2 separate regions of the Solanum lycopersicum genome follow, and region 1 is linked to region 2. Evidence: chromatin contacts called from public HiChIP or PLAC-seq data. All regions are on one chromosome and are shown on one strand. Each heading gives the region's core, a stretch centred on a gene start, on an enhancer-like site or on the middle of the called end of the contact. The rest is flanking DNA. Distances are from core to core; before and after follow the strand shown. Region 1 holds the start of LOC101247036 (NADPH--cytochrome P450 reductase). Region 2 holds the start of AGP-S2 (ADP-glucose pyrophosphorylase large subunit).

Evidence for each region. HiChIP or PLAC-seq counts read pairs in DNA pulled down with a chosen protein or histone mark.
Region 1: a contact with region 2 is called in an RNA polymerase II HiChIP or PLAC-seq map of leaf, with 6 times the contacts expected there. The contact joins the promoter of LOC101247036 here to the promoter of AGP-S2 in region 2. A contact is called at or near these places in 1 of 8 Hi-C or Micro-C datasets (leaf) and 1 of 1 datasets of contacts at active chromatin or transcription factors (leaf).

The regions. Positions count from the first base shown.
Region 1 is chr7:13,821,509-13,828,078 of SLM_r2.1, reverse strand. LOC101247036 (NADPH--cytochrome P450 reductase) reads left to right here and starts at 3,969. Exons shown (of 18, transcript XM_004242883.5): 1 at 3,969-4,731; 2 at 4,919-4,978; 3 at 5,083-5,159; 4 at 5,323-5,380; 5 at 5,461-5,544; 6 at 5,658-5,694; 7 at 6,092-6,161; 8 at 6,251-6,445; 9 at 6,540-6,570. The coding sequence starts at 4,363. LOC138337309 reads left to right here. Exons shown (of 4, transcript XM_069287215.1): 4 at 1-650. The coding sequence ends at 650.
Region 2 is chr7:13,488,599-13,494,702 of SLM_r2.1, reverse strand. AGP-S2 (ADP-glucose pyrophosphorylase large subunit) reads left to right here and starts at 1,808. Exons shown (of 15, transcript NM_001247018.2): 1 at 1,808-2,003; 2 at 2,393-2,597; 3 at 2,678-2,803; 4 at 3,100-3,273; 5 at 3,481-3,573; 6 at 3,652-3,735; 7 at 3,824-3,879; 8 at 4,540-4,633; 9 at 4,786-4,971; 10 at 5,077-5,157; 11 at 5,385-5,471; 12 at 5,561-5,665; 13 at 6,046-6,104. The coding sequence starts at 2,397.

The DNA of each region.
Region 1 (6,570 bases), core at 2,720-5,219, 330 kb before region 2:
CTGATTCATGTAAAAATATTCCTGATGTTATTTTTTACAATAATGATTGTGATGAGGAGCATATGCACTGTGTGTCAAGTAATACAAGTTGTCATCCCAATACTACCATTCAGATGTCTCCTATATCACCACACAATACTATTCCAGTTGTTAGTCCTAGTTGTTTGCCAACAAATCCTCCTGAACCTATACTTACTGATTCCACTCCATCATTTACCAAACATGCTCCTGTAAAGAGAAAGTCTACCAGGACATCTAAGATTCCAGTCCACCTTAATGACTATGTACATCCCTTGAAACCTGCATCTCAATCCCTCAATGCTTTGTTTTCTTTAAACCAACATGTTGCACTTGAATCATTGAACCATCATAGTCAGAATCTTGTTGAGAGTGTTTGTCATGACAATGAGCCTTCTTCTTATGAAGAGGCTGCTATCAATCCTGCCTGGCAAAAGGCAATGACTCAAGAGTTTAATGCTCTGCATGACAATCACACTTGGGATCTAGTTCCTCTACCACCGCTTAAACAAGCTATTGGATGTAAGTGGGTATACAAAGTGAAGCATAAAGCAGATGGTAGTATTGAAAGGTTCAAAGCCAGGCTGGTGGTGAAGGGATATACTCAGCAATTTGGTATTGATTATACTTAAACTTTTTCTCTTGTCATTAACATGACAACTGTAAGAGCTTTGATTTCCACTGCAGCTAAAAAAGGTTGGGACATCTACCAATTAGATGTTAATAATGCTTTCCTTCATGGAGATCTTCATGAAGAAGTTTACATGCAACCTCCACCAGGTCTGGTTCTCAGTGACTCTAACATGGTCTGCAAGTTGAGAAAGTCATTATATGGTCTGAAACAGGCCAGCAGACAATGGTATGACAAGCTAGCTCAGGCTCTATATTCCAGGGGATATCAACACTCCTTGAATGATTATTCTCTTTTCTATGAAAAGACATATCACTCTGTTATCTTCATAGTAGTGTATGTTGATGATGTTCTCTTTACTGGAACTGATCTAGTTGAAATCCAACAGCTCAAGGCATTTTTACATGACAGCTTCAAAATCAAAGATCTAGGCAAATTGCATTACTTCTTGGGGTTGGAAATATTATACAAGACTGATGGTATACTCATTTCTCAAAGAAAGTTTGTTCTTGAGTTACTCAAAGAGTATGACTGCATTACTTACAGCAGTGTTACTTCACCACTTGATCCAAATGTGAAACTACAGGCTAAAGAAGGGACTTTGTTACCAGATCCTACCTATTATAGGAAACTGATTGGCAAGTTGAATTTTCTCACTAACACTAGACTTGATATTGCTTATAGTGTTCAACATCTTAGTCAATTTATGCAAGCTCCAAGAGAACCACATCTGAAAGCTGTTTTTCATCTACTAAGGTATCTCAAAAGTGATCCTACTTTGGGCCTCTTCATGTCTAATGATCCCTCCTATACCATCAGAGCCTTTTGCGACTCTGATTGGGCTTCATGTCCTGATTCTGGGAGGTCTGTTAGTGGTTACTTGGTTCTTCTTGGAAATTGCCCCATTAGCTGGAAATCTAAGAAACAGGAGACTGTCTCCTTGTCTTCAGCTGAGGCTGAATATAGGGCCATCCGGAAGGTTGTTGGTGAATTGGTATGGTTAGATAGACTTCTCAAGGAACTTACTGTCCCTTTTTCCACTCCTATTGCTGTCTATTGTGATAGCCAGTCAGCTTTACATATAGCAAAGAATCCAGTTTTTCATGAACAGACCAAGCATATTGAAGTAGATTGCCATTTTGTGAGAAATCAGTTGAATGAAGGTCTCATTTCTTTACATCACACTCCTACTTCTGATCAACTTGCAGATGTCCTGACCAAAGCTCTCACTGGTGTTAAGCATGCAGTTGTTCTTGACAAGTTGGCAGTTCTTACACCCCTTCCAACTTGAGGGGGGGTATTGAAATAATGTATATACATATATTACATTTTTATTCTTTTACGGTGCATTAGATTAGTTTACTTACTGATTAAGTTGGTTACTTAGTTAGTTAGGTTGGTTACTTAGTTAGTTCATTGACAGCTGTAGTTTGTTAGATAGTTTGTTAGATATTTTCCATATCATCTATTATAAATGTACACATACAGAAGGAATGAATCAGTTTTTCAGATCCTCACAAATAATGCTTTACAGTTCCTCTTTCTCTCTTCTTCATCCTTGATGTAACATCAGAAGAGAGGCAGCCATGGATGAATCTCAAGCTTTCAATATAGCTTGAACATCCTATTTCAAAGTTTTGACAAAATCTAAAGTAAAATCAAACCAACACAAAGTTATTTTAATTTTAGTTTTAGTGGATTTTTTTTACAATTATACTATGGCTGAAAAAGAGATTAAATATATAATCACTTACTAGTATAATACGCTAAACCTTTAAAATTTACATGAATATAAAAAGTTAAATGAGTAGAAATATTTTAAAAGATTTAAAATTTACACGAGTATAAAATATTATCATTGAAATATATATGTTCAATATTTTCAATTTATAAGATTAAAGAATAAAGTCAAACTAAATACAAAATAAAATATTTACAAAGTATATTGTTAACTTCTGATTCAAAAAATTATAGTAAGATAACTGTAACTTTTGATCTGAATACAGAACAAAATTTTTACAAGCCAAAAATTTGAAATAATATATTTAAATATTGAAAATTATAAACTGATTTAATTATCAAAGTAGATTATAATTATAATTTTTTTATAATACCAAACCAAATCAAGAGTGGTCAATTTTTTTTAATGCCAAAACAATGAAACCAACCTACAAGCTTGCTTTTTTTTTTATTTGATTTGGTTCGTTGATTTGATTTGACTTTACGATTTGACTTGTACATCCATGATGAAAATAATTTTAGTGGTGGCTTTTATGGTAACGATTGATGTTAGTAGCTAGTAATGATGATGATAATGGTTGTGATGGTGGAAGTGGTTTGTGTTATATTGATTTTCATGATGTGGTGATTGTGATTGTAATTGTGAATTTTGTTGATGCTAGTAAGCATTAATGATAGTGACTGAAGAATATTTTATGACTGACGATTAGTAATAGTAGTTGTTATAGTTGGTAGTACGGATCGACTGCACTAGTGTTAGTATTTAATAGTATTATTGATAAAGGTGATGGTAACGATGATTGAAAAATGTATGACGATTGACGATGTGTTGATGATAGTTAGTGGTAAATCAAATTGTGATAGTGGTGTTGGGGATAGCATCAACAAAAGAGACTCCAATAATGATGGCAATGAATATAATCATAATGATTGAGATGCTTAATATGGTAGCACTTGACATGAGTAACTAACGGAGTTGGTAGTTGTGACTCGTGATGACATAGGTGGTGATTGTAAAGGGAATGGTGATTCTTAGTGTACTCTACAATAATGAATTTTTCTATTTAAATAAGAACTTGGCCAAAACAACAAATAATGTTTTGACCTATTCAAATAGAAGACCCCTCAAGTAGTAGTAGTACATACTAATGAAACCTTTTTGTGTGTGTAGTGTGTACACGTATCAAAGAAATAGAAAAAAAAAGAGTCAAAACTTAATAAAACATGAGATTCGTGCCTTTAACTAGATCTACCTAAAGGAGCGGGCTGGTGAAGGGTGGCCTTAATATTCAATGTGAAGTATGCCGCCAAATATAAACTCTTGACAAAAATAGACAGAAAATGGCATTTGAACAAATCTCCTCTTCAAACCCAACATAGAAATATATTTTGGAACAAAAAATTTATTTTGTCATATTTTTAAATAATTTTTTATTATTTGAAAAAATTATAAAAATATCTCCTACTATTATGTGTTATTCGTTATGTATATCACTATATGTGATGTGTCAGGATGCAACTTAATCGGATATAGTGCCATACATGATATATTAGAAAATACACAATATATTAATATATTAATCGAATACAATGTTATACCCAATATATCAAAATATTAAGTGGTATATCTAAAATCGCAAAACGCCGTGTATTCAAATATTTTGGATTGTATCTGAATTTCACCAAATTGTTTGTTATTTTACCAACACAATTTAATAGTTAACCATAGTTAGTTTGTAGTAGGTGGGTTGACTAGTCTGGGTTGGTAGGCGTTGGGCTGTCTCCTCTCTTCTTCCTCATCTCCTCCATATATTGCTCTCCCTTCTCTCACAAAGTCTCTCCAAACCTAACCAAATTCTAAGCCAAACAACAAACACAACTCTCTTTTTAATCGTCTTTGGCTAAATCATCTTTAGCTGGGTAATTAGCGATTACCCAGTTGAGCAAACTACATTTTTCGATTATTCACAGAAATGGATTCTACATCAGAAAAGCTTTCTCCTTTTGATTTTATGGCGGCGATTTTTAAAGGAGGAAAGATATTTGATAAACTGAATTCGTCATTAGATTCTGGTGACTCAACTTCTCCGGCTTCACTGACAGCTTTGTTGATGGAGAATAAGGATTTGATGATGATATTGACAACATCAGTAGCTGTTTTAATCGGATGTGCTGTTGTTTTGATGTGGCGGCGCTCGTCAACATCTGCTAGAAAGGTTGTGGAGTTACCTAAGTTGGTGGTTCCTAAGTCGGTTGTAGAACCTGAAGAGATTGATGATGGAAAGAAGAAGATTGCCATCTTTTTTGGAACCCAGACTGGTACAGCAGAAGGCTTCGCAAAGGTACTGTCAATTCATAGAATATATAGACAATTTTTTTGATTTGGATTTTGGTGATTATTGATTTTGGAGTTGAAGAAATACTGAAGATCCAAAAAGTCAAATTTAATAACTTGTAATTTTGTGATCTCAGCAAATGATTTGCAACTAGGGGAGAACAATAAGTGATTGTGAATGTATTTTTGTACAGGCACTTGCTGAGGAAGCCAAGGCCCGATATGAGAAAGCTATCTTTAAAGTCATTGATATGGTGAGCTTTCGTTATCTTCACAAGTATGATATACAAAGTGAAGTTGTTGATTATGGGAATCATGGTTTGATTGTTTCTGATTGTTTTAAATTAATGAATTCTAGGATGATTATGCGGCTGATGATGAAGAGTATGAAGAAAAATTGAAGAAAGAGAAATTGGCATTCTTTTTCTTGGCAACGTAAGTTGGATTTATAACCTTGTATACTCACTTGCAAAATGATCAATTTTGCATTTGCTAGATAATGATTATATTATGTAGTTAGTAACTTGATTTATGTTGATTGATCGTAGATATGGTATATTATGTAGTTACTAACTTGATTTATGTGGATTGATCATAGATATGGAGATGGTGAACCAACTGATAATGCTGCCAGATTCTATAAATGGTTTGAAGAGGTGAATATAATGATCCAACATCTTATCAGTTTAAGCTTGTTGCATCTCAGCTTAATCATTATTTCTGCTATTTTCTGTAGGGGAAAGAGAGGGGTGACTGCTTTAAGAATCTTCAGTATGGAGTATTTGGGCTTGGCAACAGACAATACGAGCATTTTAACAAGGTACGAACGAGATTAATTTTATTGTTTTTGCACTTGTTCCTGTTCATATGTATTCTAATATGACAGCTGTTTGCTAACATGTACTTGTTCGTTCTCTTTATTATTGGTGTCAGATTGCTAAAGTTGTCGATGAGCTTCTGGCTGAGCAAGGTAGCGATCTCTTTCAATTGCAAACTTCTATCCATTTTTTACATGAATATGAAATATTAGATAAGTGTTCTTCTCGAGTTGTATATCGTTCAAATGATGCCATCCTGTATAATTAGAGTAGTAAAATTGAGCTGTTTAGGTTATCTTGTATTTAAATGACCTGCACTAAAGCAATGAATTCTCTTAATCTTAAGTGTTGAGCATTTCGACTGTAAAGGGTAGGTTTTTGAAAAATAATTGGTTAGTGCAAAAACATCTTTTATGTTAAAAAATAAAAAATCATGGGTGCGCAGGAAAACTGTCTCATTGGGTTCTAGAGATGGCATCTAGGATGTTATCCTTTTTTCATAATTAAATTGATTCTCTGTTCTTACTTGCTAAATTGTATAAACTGCAGGTGGGCAGAGGCTTGTTCCAGTGGGTCTTGGAGATGATGATCAATGCATTGAAGATGATTTTGCTGCATGGTATGCTTACTAAAACCTCTCCTAATACATCAGGAGTTTCCTTTTGTTTCCTCGTTATCTGTGTGCTCATAATTACGTGAATGCTGTAGGCGTGAGTTAGTGTGGCCTGAATTAGATAAGTTGCTTCTTGACGGGGATGATGCAACTGCTACAACTCCATATACTGCTGCTGTTTTGGAATATAGGGTTGTTACCTATGACAAGTCCAACTTTGATAACGACTTGACCAACACAAATGGTCATGCAAATGGACATGTCATCGTTGATGCTCAACATCCTGTCAGGTAACAAACTGCTCTTCCAATGTCATTGGACTTCCATTCATGGGCCTGCTCTATTCACTTCTAATCTTGCTTCTGTGCGCCTCTATGTCTACAGAGCTAATGTTGCTGTGAGGAAGGAGCTTCAT
Region 2 (6,104 bases), core at 559-3,058:
GAAAAATGATAATTCAACTTTTAAGTTTTGAGCTTCTCACTTATAATAATATATGATATAATGACTGCAAGTTTTAAAAGTATTGTCTGTGACTTTTTCTTGTAAAATCACAAACAATGATATGTGCCACATGGACCAATTTAACTATAAAATAGGAACTTTCAATTATCTTGACCTTTCAAATTTCTAACACAAATGTAAATAAAAATAAAAATGAGTAATTATTCCTTATAGACAAGAAATAAAAGTAGATTCATGTATCTTTAAAATTAAATTTCATCTCTATCTTTTTTATATTTATTTTAACAATAATTCATGTGACTTTTCATGTTTTCATAATTTTGTTCTATAAATTTAACTTTTTCAAGAAAACTTTTATTTACAACTCCTACAATTCTTGTGTGTAGGAACTCTAAACATGTGAAATAATGTCACAGTTTGAGGTGAAAGTTGTGAGATTCCCTTCTGCAGTCACGAGAATAGACAAGAATTCAATTACTGAAGCATCGGAGCTTGATGTGTTAGTTCTATACTTATTTGTAGTAAGAATTACAATAAGACTTTTTTGTCTCTCTTCATATAGTTGAATTCTTGTTTTATTAGCAAGTTTCTCTAAATTCATATTTGTATTTTGTAACTCAAATGTTCAGTTTCACTATAGAGACAAAATAAACTGAAATGCCTAATTATCTTGTTCATCTGTACCTCTTTTTTTTTTTTTGCTTCGTACTTATAATTTTACATATACATTAATTTTGATCTTTAAGAATGAATGTGATAAAATAGGATGTTTACTCTTTTCTTTTCTTTTTATGGAAAAAAAAAGGTGAAACATATAATATTAGATTAATGGTGGATAAGTTATGTATGAAGAGAAAATTAAATTTTATATAAAAATAGTAATTATTCATAAATATTTAGATTTTCAAAATATAAATAATAAGACTTTTTACATAATAGTTATAAATTTATAGTTAACTAATTAGTTTAAAGTGTTTGTGGATAAAAATTTAATACAATATTTTAAACACATTCATTATAATTATCACGAAATTCAAAAGGCAAAGTAAAAAAGTTGAAAGGTTTTGTTTTCCTTTCACTCAAAGTTAATCTTACACTATTTCTTCTAACATTATTCTATCAATAAAAAGGAACTATCGAGAAATTTAATTTAGATAATTGTTATTTTTTCTTTTTGCTTTGCAAACTTATTTTTTGAATTATAAACGAAGTTTATTTTATTAATTTTTCATATTATTATCTCGATGCATTCACTTGGAGGTTAGAAAATTAGAGTGTCACAATTAGTAGTTAAACAATGTAAGAAATCTCAATTAGAAATATTTTATTATTTAATAATATTATCTTTTAAGAAATAATACAGTCATGGATTACACGCGCAAAGCGCGTGCTCGAAATATAGTTCAAATATAAATACATATTCATTAAATATAGAGTGTCTAATAGATAGTATTAGATGAGGTGCGAATTAATATAATCATCTCATATTTTTTAATATAACTATTGACCCACCAACTTATATTTTATAAAAGAAATAATCTATCATTTTATATTATTAATTAAGGAAAAATTCAAAAATAATAATTAAATGTTCATATGATATAATTACTCACAACTTAAAAATTAAAATTCCATATCCAAATAAAAAGTTTATCTCACCTAATCGAACGGCATTATTTGTGGTGATTCAACAAAAAGAATAGTGCACAAATATTTAATATTTGCTGTTATTTTTATTTTGTTTCTCCTACTTTTAAGTAACACGTGGAGTGTGTTAAATATTTGATTCACGTTAATATGATGGACTCTGTAAATCTCAAGAGAGTCCACAGACTTTACAACAACACAGAAATCTCAAGAGAGTCCACAGACTTTACAACGCCACTGTGTTGTGTTATGAACGCACTGTAACCTAGTAATAATTTTGTTTATACCAAATACTTTTTGAGGAAAAGTTGGGTGTTTGAAAAAGCTTAATTCAGGTACTGAGAAAGCTGTTTATATATATATATATAGATAGATAGATAGATAGATAGAAAAATGATAGTTGTATTTTGTATAGATTCTGCAAAAGTTGTATGATTTGATTGTTTTTTGATCTAGTTTAATAAAAAGGGTTTTGGGTAATGTAAGTTATTTGATTTGGTTTGTTCCTTTGGAATCAATATATTGATATTTTGGGGTTGCAAGTTGTGTTTTGTGATTATTCTATTGGAATCTATGAATTGATATTTTAGTACAGGAATCTGATACCGTGTAAAATAAAATGTTTTTTGCACTTCCTGTGTAAAGTGAAATCTTTTGCTTTTTGTTTTTGTTTTTTAGAATGAATGTACTTGCTTATGTTGTGGTTGACGTGAATAATTGATAGAGCAATGGATGCGTTGTGTGCGGGCACTGCACAATCAGTGGCAATTTGCAACCAAGAGAGCACATTTTGGGGACAGAAGATTAGTGGAAGAAGATTGATAAACAAGGGTTTTGGGGTCCGGTGGTGCAAGAGCTTTACAACTCAACAAAGGGGTAAAAATGTTACCTCTGCTGTTCTCACCCGTGATATAAACAAAGAGATGCTGGTAAGTAGAGGAATTAGGTGATAAAGTAAAGTGAATGATCAAGAACAAGATTAATTTGTATTATTCATGTTGTTTTTCAGCCATTTGAAAATTCAATGTTTGAGGAACAACCAACGGCAGATCCAAAAGCTGTTGCCTCTGTCATTCTAGGTGGTGGTGTTGGAACTCGTCTTTTTCCTCTTACAAGCAGAAGAGCTAAACCAGCTGTAAGAGTTACAACACACACATATATATATTATATATCTCTCTTTTTGCTTGAATCGTGGTTGTTACTCCATTATGTGTCTTTTGAGTTTGACAACATGTCCAATTCATACCAACTTCAGTCTTAAAAAATTGTAGTGGTTCTTAAATCCATTTCAATTGGATTTTTGACAACTAAAGAAATGACTAGTTAAGCTAAGTGTGGATTCCCTTCTCTGTTCTCAATGCAACTAAGCTTAAGAATGCATTCTCTATCAGTTTTCATTCAAATTCTGTGACTATCGGCTTTGTTCTTCAGGTTCCTATTGGTGGTTGTTACCGGCTAATTGATGTACCAATGAGTAACTGCATTAACAGTGGCATACGGAAAATTTTCATCTTAACACAGTTCAATTCCTTTTCCCTCAATCGTCACCTTGCCCGCACGTATAATTTTGGAAATGGAGTGGGTTTTGGAGATGGATTTGTGGAGGTAAGATCATTTTGGTTACTTAAAGTTTTTAGTTTGAGCTCTTTTAAGCTACTTATATTTTGACATTGAAGTTCAATCATATCTTTGTAAGAAATCATATCTCCTCTTGCTCCTTTGGATCCTGGGGGAGGTAGATCTACAAACCTAAAATGGGGAAGATAACTGAAATGTGTCCTTGACAGATAAAAAAGATTTTCTCAAATGCAGGTTTTAGCTGCAACCCAGACTCCAGGGGATGCAGGAAAAATGTGGTTCCAAGGCACTGCTGATGCTGTGCGGCAATTCATATGGGTATTTGAGGTACACAAATAAGACCGGTCATTGATAAAGCTCCCTAGGAAAAGCGCTGACCTTATTATTTTTTAAATAATGACATAGAATCAGAAGAACAAGAATGTCGAGCACATAATAATTTTGTCTGGTGACCATCTTTACCGAATGAACTACATGGACTTTGTTCAGGTATATGAGCAACTTATGACAACAATTGCTTCCTACACCAACCCTGTGTTCATATACTTTGCTTAATGAATAATATTTGTTCTTGCAGAAGCATATTGACGCAAATGCTGATATTACAGTTTCATGTGTTCCAATGGACGATGGGTATGAGATTGATCTTTCATTTAACTTGATAGCTTATTTAATGTGAAGCCAAACAATATTTGCATTGCTTTCTATCTCCCTGAACTCTTTGAAAGGTTCTTCTTAGTGTTGTTCAGAGTGGCAAATGGTGACCACATTTGTTTAGAATCTGAAGGCATATTGCAAATTGAAGTGGCACTATGTATCTGATATATCAATCTACATATAAAATTGTACAAGGCCCTATTTCATCATGATTTGTATGAATTCTCAATATGGTTTTGGCTTTCAGATCAGGAAATAGAATAAGACAGAATATTAGAACAGTAGAAAGCTTGAAATTCTTTTTAGTTTAGCTATTTAACTGGACCTGGTATGTATTTAATCACCATCATCATGGATACATAGTAATAATGTAGATACATTTTCCCATCTTGCATCCTCATTAACTTCTAAGCACCAGCACTGATTAATATCCACTGAAAGATCTGGAAGCATACAGAGGTAGACTTTGCAGTTTCCCTTAAGTCTATTTGTGTTATCTGCTTCCAGATTTCAGTCATGTTGTCTATTTAGAATGCACTATTAGGGCTAACAAACATTTTTAAGCTCTATCAAGGAGTTAATCAAGACCCTTCTCTCTCTCTGTCTCTTACCCTCTTCCATCCTCTCTTTTGGCAGTCGAGCTTCAGATTTTGGATTGATGAAAATAGATGAAACAGGACGTATCATCCAATTTGCTGAAAAACCAAAAGGCCCTGCTTTGAAGGCAATGGTACATATATTTGGGCTTCCACACCTGGAACTTTGTAAATTCTTTTTAAACTGGATTAGCTATTAAAAAATTATCCCCTTACAGCCCCTCTTACTTTCTTATTGTCTCTTCTCCTACATAACTTGCTTTGTATGTTTAATATTCTATTACAGCAAGTTGACACATCTATCCTCGGACTATCTGAGCAAGAGGCGTCCAATTTTCCTTACATTGCATCCATGGGTGTTTATGTATTCAAAACTGATGTTTTACTAAAACTTCTCAAGTCAGCGTACCCTTCATGCAATGATTTTGGCTCTGAAATTATCCCTTCTGCTGTGAAAGATCACAATGTCCAGGTAATAGCTGGTGGTAACTTTCTCAATTGCAACTTCTAGCCTTTTGAAGTTCACAAATTTTGCTGTTCATTGTATTCTTTGATTCTGACTGATTGATTTTATTAGGCATATTTGTTTAATGATTACTGGGAGGATATTGGAACAGTGAAGTCTTTCTTTGATGCCAACTTGGCCCTCACAAAGCAGGTGAGCACCTTAATGTTTACTACCATCTAACTACTTCTACCATTACTCGAAGTAAGAGCTAGACGGTTGATGCAAGGACTCTGAAATATGTAGCAGTATTTTAAGTAATCGTCAGCGAATTTGGTAGTTCTATTTCTTTTTAATTTACCATAATCTCCATCTTCAGTTATTGATTAATAACTTGTTACTAAATTGCATTTTTCCTCTTTTATCCCTGTTTAATGTAGCCTCCAAAGTTTGACTTCAATGACCCGAAGACCCCGTTCTACACTTCTGCTAGGTTCTTACCTCCTACAAAAGTTGACAAAAGCAGGGTATGCAAGTTAACATAAATACTTGTAATAAAAATTTCCAGGATTGCTGGGCGCTATGAACTTGTCATGTTAATGCTGTTCATTGTCAGATAGTGGATGCAATAATTTCACATGGCTGCTTTCTGAGGGAATGTAACATTCAGCACTCCATAGTTGGTGTACGATCACGCTTAGACTATGGTGTTGAGTTTAAGGTATTGTTTCATACTCATTTAAAGCTTTTCTTATCTGTTTTTAGGTTGACAGTTCTATGAGCTAGTGCTTGGACTAAATTAAAAACGACATCCTGCATTCATCTGATGCATTCTGACAACTTAGAAACCTAGATGACAGACTTGTAAGGCACATAACAGTTACCATCTACCTGTGAATGTGCAATCAAACTAGTTGTAGGAAGGATGATTTACACGTTTTGATTTATTTCTGCAATAAGCTGGTAACATGTACCCTAGGTATGGACTTTAGCATATTACAGTAATGAACAAGTATAACCTCAGCACTCAGGTGCTTTGTTCATAAACAGCTATTTAGTGCTTACTTGTTTATAGGCTGAATGTGTCTTTACATTTATCAGGATACCATGATGATGGGTGCAGATTATTATCAAACTGAATCCGAGATTGCTTCACTATT